Regions from separate parts of the Arachis hypogaea genome. Here region 2 is linked to region 1. Evidence: chromatin contacts called from public Hi-C data. All regions are on one chromosome and are shown on one strand. Each heading gives the region's core, a stretch centred on a gene start, on an enhancer-like site or on the middle of the called end of the contact. The rest is flanking DNA. Distances are from core to core; before and after follow the strand shown.

The links. Hi-C and Micro-C count contacts between places; a contact is called where the count stands out from the background.
Region 2: a Hi-C map of leaf shows a contact between it and region 1, with 2.2 times the contacts expected there. The contact joins the promoter of LOC112749898 here to the enhancer-like site in region 1. A contact is called at or near these places in 3 of 8 Hi-C or Micro-C datasets (all in leaf).

Annotation. Positions count from the first base shown.
Region 1 is chr15:20,500,061-20,504,086 of arahy.Tifrunner.gnm2.J5K5, reverse strand. It overlaps the pseudogene LOC112749896. Among protein-coding and RNA genes, the nearest start is that of LOC112748068, 22 kb to the right of the region's middle. Within about 2 kb of position 1,911, at least 1 of the 3 cell types and tissues checked has open chromatin away from gene starts, as enhancers often do.
Region 2 is chr15:20,547,925-20,551,950 of arahy.Tifrunner.gnm2.J5K5, reverse strand. LOC112749898 (probable ATP-dependent DNA helicase CHR12) reads left to right here and starts at 1,992. Exons shown (of 12, transcript XM_025798322.3): 1 at 1,992-2,465; 2 at 2,574-2,712; 3 at 2,806-2,873; 4 at 3,287-3,475; 5 at 3,618-3,767. The coding sequence starts at 2,319.

The DNA.
Region 1 (4,026 bases), core at 662-3,161:
GAAGTTATATATGTTTCTTAACAGTCTTGATGCTATTTGAAACTTGTTTCTACTTTTGTAAACTCTCTCCTCATGCGGAGGGTGAACTACAATGCACAACCTTGTAAATTAGGTCGCAGTCTGATGGGAGCCTCGTGTATTAGGCTGCCATTCATACATTCTTGAAAATGTAGTTGAACATGTTGAAAACAAATTAAGTTTGAATCTGTTTATAAAGTACTAACCCGAAAGTTTTTGGCCGCTGAAAATTTATTGCTTTGTTTACGTGTACTTGTTAGTTAACATTATGAAATGATGAGACAACTTTGGTTTTGTACTTATTCTTTCTATTTATGCTGTGCAGAATAAATGGAAGATTCGCCTTCAACTTTTAAAACCTGTCACTTGGCCTCTGTTGGTTTGGGGTGTAGTTTGCAGTGCCGCTGTTTTAGTTTAATCTCATTATTCTGAGACTGATGTTTTATTTCTTATGTTCTTTACTTGTTTGGTCACCACATATTTCGTTTTTCCACTTGAAATTCCACAGGTTATTACTCAAATATGGGTGCTGGTACTAGGAGGTCTTGGCTTGGCAGGCCTATTAGACGTATGGGTAAGTACTGCTTAGTCTCGAGATCCTTCTGATTAAAAATTTTCCAGTTTGATGTGTATAATTACACACATGGAGCTCATTCATAAAAATCTTCATATCATTTTTACCCTGATCCCAGACATACCCTTAGCATCAATTTCCTGTAGGCTAGTTTCTAAAACATTTCTGTTATAGGCAGGACATGACTTCCCCATAGTTTTTTACCTTGCCGTGGGTGGATCACTTCTGTCATACATATATTCTGCTCCTCCTTTGAAGGTAAACATTTAAATTCTTCTTATTCTCTTTTCCATTATTGTTAAGTGTCATATTATTATTATTATTTTTTCTTTTATGGTCCTTTTGGCTAAGTTTTTACTTACAATTTAGTTAAAACAAAATGGATGGATCGGAAACTTTGCCCTTGGAGCAAGTGACATCAGTTTACCATGGTACAGTACATTTTGCTTATATAATATTTGTACATTATGAGTTTTATAGTTTTAACTGATAACCTGATTTAGTTAATTCATTGGCTTTGTTTCTTGATTCATGATTTGATCATGTTTGATTTGTTTCTAAAGCATCATTTCTATGATTGAACTGTCTTTGACAAGTTCTTAATCATTTATTGCTGCAGGTGGGCTGGTCAGGCTTTGTTTGGGACACTCACATCATAGTGTCATGATTTGTTGCAAATATCTTTGGTCTGTTACACTGTAGTTGGGCATTGCCATCGTCAACGACTACAAGAGTGTTGAAGGGGATAGAGCTCTTGGGCTTCAGGTCAATTCTGTTATCCTCTTCCTTTCCATTACTGTAACATGAAATTTCAATTTTTTTCAGAAATTCTGGTCTTGCAAATTCACTAACACTGAAGTTGATGCTCTAACCTTTTCTATTGCCAATCTAATATGCACAGTCTCTTCCGGTTGCTTTCGGTACTGAAATTGCAAAATGGATTTGTGTTGGTGCTATTGACATTACACAATTATCTGTCGCTGGTATATTTTTTGTCCCTCCAATACTTAGATATTTGATCTGCATTCGAAGGTTCTTTTTCGTTTTAATGTACATTGCACTCTATCTGGAAATTATTCATCATAGTATCATACTAAACCATTATTGTGTATCTTTATTATTTGTGGGTTGTAACCTTGACATTTTTGGTACACTCACAAATCAATGCATATAAGAATTGGATTTATTAGTGTATCAAAATTGTCAAAACTCAAAAGTCAAACTGCCATTTATATGGAATTGACGGTCTAGAAGGTGGCAGATGATTTATAAGGAAAAAGGTAAATATCTAAAATCCCGCCTCTCTCACTAGTCACTATCCCATCCCTGCTCTTTCCCTATCCTCCCTCATTCCTTTCCCGCCTCTCCCTCTCTTTCTCTCTGTTCTCCCTTTCTTCCTTAAAATCCCTAATCCCTCTGTTTCTTCACCATTCTCTCTCTCTCTCTCTCTCTCTCTCTCTCTCTCTCTCACACACACACACACACACACACACACACACACAGCCGTTGCCATGAACCGAAGGGTTAGAACAACCATCCCTCAACACCACCACAGCTTCCACAAGTACCTAAAACCGGGTGCCCTAGCTCGAATCCGCGATTTGCGCATCATCAGCGCCAGATCTCACCGGATCGGCTCCATCTGCCAGATCCCTCTCCGTCGCACTTCTCCTCCTTCCTCCCCGTTGCATGCGCCGCAGGACACCGCCGCCGCTCAGCCTCAGGCCAACGCTGCCGATTCCTTGGACGGTTTCCCGCTCTTCGTTGCCAGGATCTACGGACCTCGCTGGCCGCAGCGGAAGAAGCTCATGGCCGCCAAGTCCGTTATGTTCGTTCCAGTCAGTCCCGTCGCGGACTCTCCCGATCTGGTCATTGACTCCTTCGGCAGTGACTTCATCATGGCCAATTGAAAACGTTCCTTGGTTTCTGATTTTCTTCTTTCAGAGGCTGTTATTCGGCTATAGTATGTAGAGTAGTTTAGATGTGTAGATCGACGTGCTCTTTGTAGTACTTCTTTTTTATTATATGTGCAAAAGAATTGTTTTAGATAGGGTTCAAACTCAAATTAATAAAGTGCAATTAAATTTCCAACTTCACACACACACACATATATATAGTATTTTAGTTATGGACGTGTTGATGATTTATCTGCGATCATGATGATTGGATTTGAATGGTCGATATATTCGATTTTGAAGAAAATTGGAATTGCAATTTCTGATTTCGGTATTTTCTTTATAATGCAGATTCTCGCAAGGGGCTTAAGATTTCAACAATATGCTTGTTTGTAAGCATTTACTTCAATTTGTTTGATGATCAAAATGATAGGTTCATGTTGAATTTACTATGTTCTGATGCCATTAATAATCAGCGATAATAGTTATATTTATTTTGCCACTTGTGTTTATTAATGTGATAGAGTTATTACTGTTATAATAATGTTGAATTTACTGCTATTAATGTTGACCTAGGGAGTTTATATGTTATTTTAACATTTTCTTTTCTGCATTGTGAAATGACATTCATGTCGGTAAGAATTCTGATTTCTCTGATAAAGCAAGTATGATATAACTTGATTCACTTTACTCTTATTACATGGAAGCTTTGAAAACTCAGGTTAAAATTCTAGGCTTCTTTTTTTTTTTATAATTTTTTCCCTTTTCCCTAATCTGTTTTTTGTTTTTGTTTTTATTTTTAATTTATACTCCATTATTTGTGTTAAAAATCCTATATATTTGAACCATTTTAAATTTGTAATAATGTGTCTTCTGTGGTCTGCATTTCTAATATAGTCTTCAGTTATTGAAGAAATTTAACTATATATGCCTCAATGCCTGGAGATTGTAGAGATTTTGCTTGAACATGAATTGCATAAGGGAGGAAGCAATAACTCTCACATTGAGGTACATGAAAATTTGATCCTAACTTAATACGTTATTTCACTAAGATGTTTGATACATTAATATATTGTGTAATCAATAAAACCAGGACATGTAAACCAATTATATGAACAGGAGTTTGGCTTCCATGTGTACAACTAATTTAGCAAGAGTTGAAGATTTTTTCTTTAAGTAGTTTCCTTGGTGAATCATATTCCCTAACAAGCTGGCAGGATCAAATGAAAAGAAATCATATTCAAGATTTAAAAGAAATCATATGCAGTGAACGCGCTTTATTAATGATCGGGAAAAATGTTTTAGGTTTAGTTTTTCAATTTTTCCTGCAATCGCACTGGATATGGGTGGTGCGTTCAGTAACATTTGGTTGACTCATATATTTTGTTGTTGTTTGTTTCTTTTGTTGTGATTGCTAATTTTTGTTTGTCAAGTTGAAATTTTCTTTTGGAAAGATTGAGTAGGAGGAAGAGGTTTGGTGCTAAGTGTTATAAGATATTCTAGCTTGTAAAGGAATTTACGCAGTTGTTAGCCTTGATT
Region 2 (4,026 bases), core at 743-3,242, 48 kb before region 1:
GTTGTGGTTTTGCTGCTACATCCTATGAAAGTATTGCATTAATGATTGCGCATCTCTCTCCTCTTGTATGATTCTGACACATTTTTCTATACGATTCCGAAGATTTTTTCGATAAAAGTCAATTTATCATGGCCACCAGCAGTAGTTGCTAAACTCTGATAGGTGTTCTTCATTGTAACACTAACTTCATCATTGATCTCAGCTATTCGTTTGGCATGCAAGCTTAGTTCCCTTTCTTTTTCAAAGTCTTTGCTATGCTATGACTAACAACATAGTTATGCTGAATATTCACAAAGGTTAACACATATTCCAGCTTCTTATCCCTCTTCACAATTATCCTAGCTTTACAATTTTGCTCGAAAGTTGGATGTGTCTTCTTTAATGGATCAATTTTTATCTTCGATAGCTAGCTCTAGAATATACCAAGATTTGGTCTATTTTGACCTCACTTAGTAGTTCTTATATTCCATGAAAAGTCAACCTTCTTTGTATAATTGGTATAAAAAGCTTCATAATCTTCCATAGAGGGGAATGACATTTTTATGCTTGGAACAACCTAAAACATGGATAATCAAACACTTAAAAACAAGTTAAAAGGTCTTTGATTATTGACAGCAATTTTAGGATGAAAAATAAAAAACCTCATAATTAACAAACTAGAAAAGTAATAAATCAAAAACACTTAAAATCAAATTAGGAATTAAAAATTAATAACATATGAACTAAACATAACAGAAACCTCATCATTTGAGTTTGTGGATTTCATTGAATTCTTACTTTATTTCAATAAGCAGCAACTTTCCTAATCTGACCAATAAAAATAGAATCAAAATCCTAAGAAAAGAAGAACCAAAATAAATTAACGTAATACAATCAAAATAACTCACTAAGAAGAGAACAGTAAACGGTGCTGAGAAAAGCAGAGTGAAGCGATGCATGGAGAACAAAAGAAAGTGAGGAGCAATGCTGCGATCGAAGAGCAGAGTAAAATGCTGCGCGGAGAAGAGAAGAAACTGAAGAGTGAGGTGCAGTGGTGCGATCGAAGAAGAGGAGAGTGAATCGCTGCACTGAGAAGAGAAGAAATCGCGCGATCAAGGAAGAGAAGAGTAGTGGCACGATGAAGAAACTAAGTGGCTTCTGTTTCTAAGGCGCGTCGCGTTATTTACCGTATCTGTATGCACTATTTTACCGTATTTCTACACGGTGGTTGGAATTCGTGACTGAAATTAGTGTACAAATAGCATTTTTGTTCTTTCTCATAGGCTTTGGATTTTTCTTTTTCTTATATTTTAAATGTTTCTTTTTCTTATGTTTTGGATGTTTCTTTTTTTAGGTTTTGGATTATTTTTTTAATAATTTTAAATATTTTTTCCTTAATTTTTAAATGTTTTTCCAATAATTTTGAATGTCTTGTTTTGTTAGGTTTTGAATTTTTTAAAATGATTTTGGATATCTTATTTAGTTGTTTTTATTAGATTTTTGACGTTTCTTTTTATTACGTTTCAGATGTTTCATTTTACTAAGTTTTGGATACTCTTTTTATAATAGTCTTCTTCTTCTTCTTCTTATAAATTTTGGATGATTCTTATTTCTTGTTTTAGACGTTTCTTTTTTCTAGGTTTTAAATGTGTCTTCTTTTCATATATTTTTTAATAATTTTAGGTATTTCTTGCTTTAATTTTTGGTTGTTTTTTTAATATTTTTAGATGTCTTAGATTTTAAATTTTTTTAAATAATTTTAGATACTTTTTTATTAAATTTTTTATGTTTTTTTATTACGTTTCAAATTTTTTATTAGGTTTTAAATATTTTTTTAAAAATTTTAAATATTTATTTTTATTTAATTCTAGATTTTTTTTTTATTTTGGATAGTTTTTTTTTTTTAAGTGTTAGGATATTTTTTTCATTAATAGACATATTTTTCCACTAATTAACTGCAGTTAATTACACCCCTAATTAGTTATCTACCCAAATCATTTGTAAGATCGAGAGGCAATAACGTCTTTTTGTGTCGTTAAGCCGTGTTTGGCGTAAGGAAAAAAGAAAAAATGCAAAAAAGCCATGGGTAAAAAAAGCGAAGAGATATAGAGAGAGAGACTAGAGAGAGTGGGGCGAAGAGACCAGAGAGTATAGATAGAGAGGGTTGAAGAAGAATCTCAAAAGTAGAGGAACTGGAAGGGAGCGAGAGTGCTTTTGTTTAGCGCGCGCTTACACAAAGGCTAAGCTAGCTGCTGCCGAGTCTCTTCTCTTGTGTGACGACTGACTATATTAAAATCAAACGACGTCGGTTGTGAGGGCCCCACTTCCCGGCAGGGGACATGGCTGAGCTGCAGAAGCAACAGCCTTCCTCAAAGGAAGCTCACAGCACCAAGGCTCTCGTCGGCGCACTCAACATCCTCTCCCGCAACCTCCCTCTCCCTCCCGATCTCTTCAACACCGTTTCTTCCATCTCTCACAACTCCTCCGTATTCTCTCTCCCTCCCTCTATCTTGTTCTTCTTTCTATATTTATAGCTTCGAACTTCTCTGACAAGTGTTTGTTTGTTTGTTTCCGCTGCTCTGCTCGTTTCGCAGGCTGAAGATGGTTTGCTGGCGGATCTCGATGATGCGCTTTCGAAGCAGCGATCCAACTGTGCTTCGGGTTTCAAATTGTGCAGAGCTAGAGAAAGCCGTTATCAAAGCCTCACTCAGCATCGCTTAACTCAGCTTGAAGGTTAACAATTTTACTCCAACCCTCTCCTATGACGTTAGGATAAGAGTGTTCATCATTTTAATAAAGAATTATTTTATTATCTCACTGGACCAGGATTGCCTTCAAGCAGGGGAGGAGACGACCTACAGACAAGATCCCTACTTGAATATTACGGATTGAAGGTAAACTGATTCTTGAATCTTACCTCAATTCTTAACTGTAGTCAAATGCTTTGGTAAATTGATCCCTACTATTGTGCAATTAGGTTGTCTTATCTCTTGGGATGTAAATTGGCTTTGCAAATAGGCCTTATTCTTTTGTTTAAGCTTGACAAAAATTAGTTTCTTTGTACGAGATATGAGCTATGAGAAAGAAAACTTCTCTCTAACTGTGCAGCCCTTAAAGTCTGACTTAGTTTGACCTGTTTAAGTTAACAAGGCAAACATTCTACTGATGCAGCATCTGTGTGTACCTTACTCGTTACTATATTGGAAGACAGCATAGTTCAGGACTATTTTATGCTGAAGAAAGTATGTTGTAATTTCTTGGAATAACAAGAATTGTGTCCTTGTTGACAAGGACTTTTTTGTGGCAGCTAGCAGAGTTGCAGAGGATGGTTCGATGTGATGTCAGCTCTGAATACTGGCTCAATGTTATGTGTGCATATCCTGAGAGGCAGTTGTTTGATTGGGGCATGATGCGGTTGCATCGTCCAATGTATGGTGTTGGAGATCCATTTGCCATGGATGCTGATGATAAATTAAGAAAGAAACGTGATGCTGAGGTGATTTTATTTGTGAACTACCCCCTCTTCCCCTGGGCCCTGTCCCTCGGTTTTGGTATACATCTGTTGATGATGTGGTTTAACTGATACAATTAGTGTATGCACGTGAAGTCAGTAATTATACTGCTTTTCTTAAATGCAGAGACTATCAAGATTAGAAGAGCAGGCCAAAAATCATTTAGAGACCAGAAAAAGAAGATTTTTCACAGAAATACTGAATACTGTACGTGAGTTCCAATTGCAAATTCAAGCTTCTTTGAAGCGGAGAAAACAGAGGAATGATGGTGTCCAGGTACAACAATTTCTTCCCTACTTTCAACTTGTGACAAAAAAATGTATGTTTATAAGGGAAGCTGAAATATACATTTGGAGAATAAATTTTGGCCCGAAATATACATATTTGTGAATAATATGCATGTGCCTTACATAATACAGGATGTACAATAACACTAATTTATTAATTATCAACATATGTTGCCTATTGAATTTGATTGCGACCTTTTTCTTTTTCTTTCTTTGTGGTTGGGAAAATCGCTTATCATTGGTTGGAT